2 separate regions of the Mus musculus genome follow, and region 1 is linked to region 2. The links are chromatin contacts, called in public HiChIP or PLAC-seq maps. All regions are on one chromosome and are shown on one strand. The core of a region is the stretch at or near the end of the contact, and the rest is flanking DNA. Distances in the headings are between cores, read along the strand shown. Region 1 overlaps Papola (poly (A) polymerase alpha). Region 2 holds the start of Atg2b (autophagy related 2B).

Evidence for each region. HiChIP or PLAC-seq counts read pairs in DNA pulled down with a chosen protein or histone mark.
Region 1: a contact with region 2 is called in an H3K4me3 HiChIP or PLAC-seq map of bone marrow-derived macrophages, with 2.1 times the contacts expected there. The contact joins the enhancer-like site here to the promoter of Atg2b in region 2. A contact is called at or near these places in 2 of 39 promoter capture datasets (the HPC-7 cell line and liver), 2 of 484 Hi-C or Micro-C datasets (granulosa cells and megakaryocyte-erythroid progenitors), 4 of 115 datasets of contacts at active chromatin or transcription factors (bone marrow-derived macrophages, embryonic stem cells, extraembryonic endoderm stem cells and 1 more) and 3 of 9 other capture datasets (adipose tissue, liver and pancreatic islet).

Annotation. Positions count from the first base shown.
Region 1 is chr12:105,821,333-105,825,643 of GRCm38.p6, forward strand. It overlaps Papola (poly (A) polymerase alpha), which reads left to right. Exons shown (of 22, transcript NM_011112.4): 16 at 2,224-2,345. Among named protein-coding and RNA genes, the nearest start is that of Papola, 39 kb to the left of the region's middle. Within about 2 kb of position 2,524, at least 19 of the 459 cell types and tissues checked have an H3K27ac peak or open chromatin away from gene starts, as enhancers often do. A contact at or near this core is called in bone marrow-derived macrophages and megakaryocyte-erythroid progenitors, where this site is marked.
Region 2 is chr12:105,683,551-105,687,711 of GRCm38.p6, forward strand. Atg2b (autophagy related 2B) reads right to left here and starts at 1,691. Exons shown (of 42, transcript NM_029654.4): 1 at 1,119-1,691. The coding sequence starts at 1,280. Gskip (GSK3B interacting protein) reads left to right here and starts at 1,802. Exons shown (of 3, transcript NM_178613.3): 1 at 1,802-1,908. The coding sequence starts at 1,895.

The DNA.
Region 1 (4,311 bases), core at 1,274-3,773, 140 kb after region 2:
GCCACTGGCTGGGAGGGTGTGAAAGCTGATGAAGGAAGGCACAGGCAGACAGAACTGATTGGTACTCACTGAAAGAAAGCAGCAGACACATTCCCAGACAGGGGACTGTGGTACTGAGAAGCCAAAGTCCTTTTGATACTGTTAAGGGGGAAGTTACTTGGTTCTGTCATGGGACTCCTGTCAAGGCCCATCTGAGAGACAGACAGACCTCTTCTTACTTAGTAGAATTTACAATGTAAGTAAAACACTGGCTAGATTCAGATTGGTTGTTTGTATGAGGTACCCTGGTCGTTAAGGTTTGTGAGACACCATACGTCTAATGTCAAATGGTCATGCTTACGTGACTGTCCACTTCATGCAGAAGGAAAGGCCAAGTTCTGCTTGTAATTTGTGGTACATCATCTTCCTTCCTTATAATATTACTGTTCATTGTCTGTATATTTTGGGACTAGAAAGGTAATAAAGTTAGAGGGTGTTTCCAGCACAGCTTGTTAATTATATAGCAGTTTGCAAGCAAGACTTGTTACTTAGACACAATGGATACAAGCCAAACATCCATTGCTACTTAGGATTAGGGTTTTCTTTTAAAAATATTTTATGAGGATTTATTCTATGTGTATGGGTATTTTGTATACATGTATATATATGCACTGTGTGTATTCCTGGTGCCTACAAAGATCAGAAGAGGGTGTCTAAGCCCCTGAAAGTGGAGTCCTGGATGGTTATGGGTTGATGCTGAGTAGGTACTGAGAACTGGCAAGCCATCTCTCTAGCACCAGAGTGTTTTCTAGCCGAGTCTTAACAGCAATCTTAGGAAAGCTCTTTGTTAGGAATTTAGAGGTCTATGGGTCTAACCTTGACCATGGCCTCTTCTCTCTTGGCTTCTGTGGTTCCTGGTCAGGGTGTGTGGTTTTTGGGGTTTTTTTTTCTTCCTGAAATACTGTTGGACTCAGTTACTGTCAGCTTACTTTGCACTAAAGTCATTTGGGGTTTGGCGTAGGGTTTTGTTTTGTAGCTTAGATTGTTCTAGGACTGGCTCTGTGGCTTAAGTTCTGTTTGATGGCAGCTCAGTGTCCTGTCTTAGTCCTTGGTCACTTGACAGTCTATCTTATTCTGTCCTCTCCACTGGATTCTGCAGCTTGCTTGTGCTTTTTCCTGCTGTGTTTCCAGCTGCTACAATGGTTTTATAGTTGTGCAACCAATATTTTTGTATGGATTGACTGAATCCCCCCCCCTCGCACACCTTTTGTTTTTTTAAATGTAGCCCAGCCTGCCCTTGGACTTACTATGAAGGTTAAGATTACATTCAACTTATTCTCTGCTTTCATGACTAATTGTTGGGGTTTTACAGGTGTTGTACCATATAACCTCACTTAAATATTCCCATTTTGAGGTACTGTGATCTAAATATTTTGTACTTACTGATAGCATCTTCTTTTTGAGCCATAATTTATTTTTTCATAATAGAAAATATAGAAAGAATTAAGAGAGTTTTTCATGGAAAATACTTTTCTATGGTTTTGGTTTTTGTGGGTTTTTTTGTTTGTTTTTTGTTTTATGTATTATGTAGCTCTCGCTGTCCTAGAACTCACTATGTAAATATGGCTGGCCCTGAACTCACAAGGATCTGTCTGCCTCTGCCTCCATAGTTTGGGGATTAAAGGTATGTGCCACACACCATGTCTTCATATATATAAAGTGTGTGTGAAAGTGTGTCTGTGGGGGTACAGGTGTTCATGGAAAGGTGCTATATCCCCGGGAGTTGGAGTTCCAGGCAATTGTGAGCTGGGTTGTGTTATTCAGACTCAGGTCTTCTGCACAAACAGCACTTTCTCTTAACAGCCAAGAGCCTCCAGTCGTTCTTGGCTTGTGAGGTGTCTTCAGGTGTGGCTCCTTACTGTGTGAGCAGCAGGTGGTGTCTTCCAGGATTAAAGTCTTAGACTTTGTGGATGATGGAAAGACAGATGTACAGAGTTCTTTGAATTCTGTTATTTCCTCAACAGTTATTCTTGCTTTTTATTAGCACATGGAAAGTTAGTGTGCTAAAGGATCGAATGTGCATTTGCTCTTTGTTACATACGTGACTTGCCTACTATTGGATTGCATCCGACTAGGGACAGGCGGTGGGAAAGGTTCCCACTTACATTACTTTTCTTCTAGACGAATTTAGATCTGCCCTTATGTAACTATTTCTGTTCTTTGTAACAATGTCTGCTTGTATAGTTTATAGGCAAGCAATAAACAGCAAAATGTTTGAGTTGGATATGAAGATTGCAGCAATGCATGTGAAGAGAAAGCAACTCCATCAGCTGCTGCCTAGTCACGTGCTTCAGAAGAGGAAGAAGGTAAGCCAAAAAGGAACTTGATGGTGCCACCAATACAGTGCTTTGTATAAGTGCCAGCTGATGTTTCAGAACTCCCGTCCCTTTAGGGATGGGTGCTATTAACTGAGGACAGCATCTGACAGACTTGTCAGCTTGTGAGAGACCGTGTTCTCATTGTCAGCTTGTGAGACCTTGTTCTCAGCACTGTGTTTGTGTCCTTGTCTCATGACTGGAAAGAGGTTAATGTGACACTCAACGCCCTGAGTTTGTATAGCCATATTCTCTCAGAAAGAAAAACACCTTTAAACTTTCACACAAGTGTCTATTCTTCTAAAAGAACAAAGTTGTCATTACATGTTCAAACAATACTTTAAAGAGGGACAGTGTCTTCTTATTTACTGTAGGAGAATAGGTATATTTCTAAAAATTAAGAGTGGGCTCTTGAGATGATTCAGCAGGTGGTCCGCTGGTGACCTGAGTCCAATCCCTCAGACCTGCAGGATAGAAGTGACCCCTGCAATTATTCTCTGACCTCCACAGCCTTGTTGGGTGTGTATGTGTGTCCTGTCACCCCCCTTCTTTCTGATTGTACAAGGGACTGGAGAGGTAGCCTAGTTGGTAGAGTATTTGGCTAGCATGCACCTGGGGTTAACCCTTAGCACTTCATAAAATAGGCATGATGATACATGCCTGTGATCCCAGGACTTGGAAAGGTGATGGCAGAGGGGTTAGAAGTCAGGGTCATCCTCTGATACATACAGGATCTATGATAGCGCCCCCCCCCCCATATACACACACAAAAGAAAATTTGTTACTATGCCCTGCATTGTAGCAAACCCCTGTATTCTCACCAGTTGGTGGGAGATTGGAGGAATTGCAAGGTGAGGGTGGTTTAAACTGTATATACCAGATTCTAGGCCAGCCTGGGCTACATGGTATACTTTGTACAGTAATTGCAAAGTAGTTACAAAGGACATTGCTCTCACTGGTTACCAGAGGTAAAGTAGTGTCTTGTTCTGATGTTTATATCTTGAATAACAGAATATTTTAACCTTCTTATATTGAATGCATTGGTGCATAGAAACAGTGACTTGGACTTGTGCCCGGCAGATAGTAAATAAATAATCAAGTTATCTGAAATTAATGCCAAGATCAGTTACAGCTTAGGGGTGGGTAGGTACAGAGATATCTGGACATGATAGTTTCAGGTGACAATCTTGTCAGCTAAGTCTGATTGTAACTCACGCTGGCTCCTGATTGCTGGAGTTAATTAGCTACATGTGTTCATTCCTGATAAGGAAGTTGCTCGAGTAGACGCCATATCGCCTTTGTTGGCTTTCAGCACTCCTGAGGCCCAAACTTAGCTCCCTGCTAAGCCTGTGTAACCATTGCAGCCACAGGACCGTCTGATAGGAATGTGTTAAAATTATAGCAGTAGCTGTCGGTAGTTGCGCATGCCTTTAATCCCAGCACTTGGGAAGCAGAGGCAGGTGGGTTTCTGAGTTCGAGGCCAGCCTGGTCTATAAAGTGAGTTCCAGGACAGTCAGGGCTACACAGAGAAACCTTGTCTCAAAACAAAACAAAACAAAACAAACCCTAGAGCATTGCAGTGTTAAGTTTTCCATAGTTAAAACTCAGAATCACGGGTGTCAAAAGTGGATGCCAATAGGCTGCGCTCTTTTTGTTCTGGCAGTATGCGTTTTAAGAACTCATGATAACAGCTATTACCGGTTTCTAGAACCATGAATTTTTATCAGCTTTTAAAGTCTTACTATTAAATAACCATGTGACTAATTGTTATACAGCTCTAGTTGGGTTTTCCTGTTCATTTTTTTTATACTTTCAGTCTATGTTTCCCTAAAAATAAACTGTAGGAATCTACTGTCCACAGTTTGATCATCCAACAGAGTAACTGATCACATCTGTATCTGTGTACACAGACTATTGATTGGGTAGACTGTCACTCAGTTCAGATGTTCTCAGTGAG
Region 2 (4,161 bases), core at 441-2,940:
ATAATAAACCTGGCCAAAAAAAAAAAAAAAAAAAAAAAAAAATCCCGTTTGCTGATAGGAAAGAACAGCAGCTCTCCCGAGGCATGGACTCTACTGTCCTTTTATGATAACTGAACTTGGGTTAACTACTATACCTGTCTTTCGGCAGACTGTGAAAGCCTAGGACTATTTTGGTATAAGGCAGGTCTTTCTGTTACTCAAACTAGAGCTGTCTAAACTAACTTGTGTGTGCTCTCTGGTTTAAGTCACCTAGTTTCGTTACAATTACCTTGTGTCATACCTCTTAATACAAGTTGTCAAGGAATTTCCATAATTTAAGCTTTTCGAAAAAAGAGTAGACTCGACAAACCCAAGGCCTTAAGTAAAATAGTAGGCATTTTAGCCCACTGATGCAAATACAACTGCTTCTGGCGAACTGAATATACTCAAAGTTCAGGTGAAGTCAACTCACAGCCTCTAGGAGGAAACAGGTTCTTTAAAAAAAGGCTGACGCTGCGGCTTCGGCTCCCGAGCTTTTGCAACATTTGCGTTTACGACCTGTCGATCTATCACGTGAAGCAAAAGGGCAAATCTAAACAGCACTACTGGGGCCATTCACAACCTCACGCAAGCAGAGCAGGCAAACTGGCAAGAGGGGCCTTCGCCTAACTTTCTTTCAGTGAATGAAGACAACCAACCCAGCAAACGCAAATATACCAGCATCCAGACCAAAATAAATAACTGGGGATTTCTGTCACCTCCTCTTCATCTTTAATTTTTCTTAACGTCATCCACAGAAATAGGGTTTGTTTGCCTAGGAACACCGCAGACACTCGCAGCCCAAGAGGCAAGGGTGGCCACGTACTTTCCTGGGCCTGCCTCACAAGCGCCCCCCCCCCCCCCCAACCAATGACTCGATTGTTTCGCCCCGTGTGTGCCTCCATTACACCGTTTAAGCCGGAGCACGTGATCTAGGAGCGCAAACTTGCTACACTTTACACACTTCCCTGAGCCGGGCCACACTTGAATCTAAACAATTCCCAAAGGAGAACCGAACGTGCCCGATGCTGGATGACAGTCGCTCAGGTCTCGCCCTGGGGAGAGCCAGTTCCTACCCCTGCTGGCTGACAGCAGCTTACCCATTTGTCCAAGGGGACCTGGGCAAGGGACCCGGTGCCCTGGTACAGATCCAGGCTCAGCTGCTCCAGGCTCAGCTTCTCCTGCAGGAAGTGGCCCAGGTACCTCTGTAGGAGGTAGCGACAGGCCCTCTTCTTGATGGATTCTGAAAATGGCCAAGGCATGGTGAGGGCTGGCGGCTCGAGGGAGCCGGGGCTGCACGCGGCGGCGACTCGGGGGATCCGACCTGGGCTCCAGGCAGCGGCAGCGCCTCAGGGTCGGCCCGGCGGCGTCCCCAAGCCGCGGTGGGGATCTAGGTTCGCGGTGGCCGCTGCATGTCGGTTCGGCGCCGCCGTCCCTCAGGGCAACCCCATGGCCCGCGTCGCGACGCTCGCACTAGGCCCGGCGGGGACTGGGCGCTGAGCAGAACCGGGCGCCCCAAGCCGGGAGCTTCCGAAGCGCTCCGTCGGTAGGGAGACAGAGGGACAGACAGAGAGGGCTGGCGGCTGAGGCGAGACAAGACTCCGACGCGGCGCGACTAATTTGTTGTCATCTACTGGGCGCGCTCCCGCCTGAGACACGCTCCTGGCGCGTTCGCGAGACCCAGACTCCCGGCACGTACTCGAGCAACGGGCACAAGCGGAAGTGACGCCATATTGCGGGGCTGGAAAGGCAGGAAAAAAAGAGTCCGGGCCGGAGCATTTCCGGTGGTGAATGGGCGGGGCAACTGCGGGGGCGGGGGTGGTGCCGGCGCCGCGATCCTGGCCCCAGCAGTCTCCGGACGAGGAAGGATAAGAACATGGGCGCTCGCAGGTGAGTGGGCGGGCTGGCTGCGGCCCGTGGAGCCTCACCTTGCAGTCGCGGCCGGGTGGTGGGCGCCGGCGGACGCCCGGACTAGGGCTGACGGAGGTCTGGGGGCGGGTCCGGCCTGGGCTGTCCTGCGGGAAGTGATGCGGGGATGCAGGGCGAGGACTGGAGACCCGGCGTTTCTGTCCGGGTTCTGACCGATGCCTATTGTCATCAGGTTGCCCCCCCCCCCACCCCCTTGCCGGCTTTGTTTGCAAAGCATCTAGTAGTTTGCCGTTTGCAGAGCGCCACGCCGACGACCAGGAAACTTGGGATCGGGGCGATTGCGGGCAGTACGGTTTCCTCTGTTAAATCCTGGCGCTTCCCGACCCGCTGAGGGGCTGCTGCCTCCTGGAAGACTTTGTGCTCTCCGCAGGCTCTGCGCAGCCCGATTTTTATCTTTTAGGGAGACAGTCTGTGAAGAGGCGCAGCTGGCTCCTTAGGAGGGCAGCCCCTAAAGGCCCGGAAGTCTGCTGTCCTGGGTTAGATTCCTGACACTTGACACTGGGCCACCTTGAACCTATGCTACCCTCTCTGAGCCTACATTGCCACCTCAGCCAGGTGTGAGCAGATTAATATCATAAACTCGAAAATTGAGGCAAATGAAATGACGTGTGCCGGGAAGGAACCTAAACCGAGTCCTGGATTGAGGAGACCGAATTAAGGAATTCTGGCCCGTGAATGGGGCATCCTCAAAATGGGTTCTTTTGGTTTAGTTGGATTGGGTTTTGAGACAGTCTCTCACTGGGTAGGTAGTTGAGGTTGACTTTGAACTTATGTGGCCCAGACTGCCCTAGAAATTAGGGTCTCCCAAATGCTGAAATGTCAGGCTTGCACCACCACACACCATTCGGAGTCTTTATGTGCTTTGTAAGAAAGGGCCTCTTATTTTTAAAAGATGATATTTTAGTTGGAGACTTGGAGGTAGAAAGATACATGAACGTCTGAGTTATTTTTCAGATAAGAACACCACCTGCAAGGCTTACCACATGCGTAATGCTTGGTAAGTACCAGGAATTTGAGGAGGGAAGACAGGAAGGAGTGTAGCCATCGCAAGGAATGATGGAACTTTTGCTCTGGGTGAAATAAAAAGAAATGCTACATAATCTGGCCTAAGACTGCTAACTACAGTGTTGCTAATAGTGGAATGTTGGGCTTAGAAGACCAAAGGTGAAAACAGCCAGGGCAGTGCTGAAGGACAGAGCAGTAATCCAAATTCTGTGGTTTGGCCTGGAGGAAAGCCCTGAAGACTAGAACCGGTTGGGTCTAGGCATATTTTGACACTAATAAGACATGCTTACCCGGCATCAGGTACACAGTTTTATCCCAGCACTAGAGAAACAGATGCAGATGGCTCTCTCCTTAAGTTGAAGGCCAGCCTGGTCTACATGGGGAGACCCTGGCTCAAAGAGACTCTGAACCTTACAAGTAAATAATGACAGTACTCTCTGTACTATAAACAGAGCTGGGTGGGAAGTCCCAGCAGGACCTTGTGTATCAGGCTTTAGGAGGTTTGAACTGGACTTTAGGCTCTGTTTGGTGACTGCTTGATATGGTTTCCTGAACACAGTATAAAATAGCACAAGCTGTCCAGAGGATGCCTGCATCTCCAGATACCGAAGGAAGAAAGTGAGACTCCCACAAAGCAAGCGTACTGCACCAAAAGTGTTAAGGGTGTTGCCTTGAACACTTATACTTTCTAGGAGAAATTTAGCATAGTTAAGAGTTGAGAACTGTCATCACACCTTTAGCGGAAGTGGGATTCAAACTCCCAAGTCACAGGGCTCTTTTAATGTTTATAAAAGGCGGGTTCCTAATGCAGAATGCTGGCACCTTAGCATTAATTGAATAAGATGAAGATAATTACCCAACCAAGTACAGTCAACTTTGTAAAAATTATAAAGGAATTCCCAGTGGCAGCTTGGTATATCCCAGAAACCAAGGACGTTGAGTCAAAATAATAATCCTAAACAGGAATTCCCACAGTCCATTGTGATCGTGTTGATTGTATTGAAGACTTAGCTGGGAGGGGCCGGTGGAGCACACCTGTAATCCCAGCACGTGGGAAGTCAAAGTGCAAGGATCAAGAGCTCCAGGTCATCCCTGGTTACAGATCAGGTTTGAAGCCTGGCTGGGTTGCCCTGATCCTGTCTCAACAGCAAAAGACCACATTCCAATGACATGGCTCAGCAGACAAAGTCACTGCTGCCTTGCCTGATA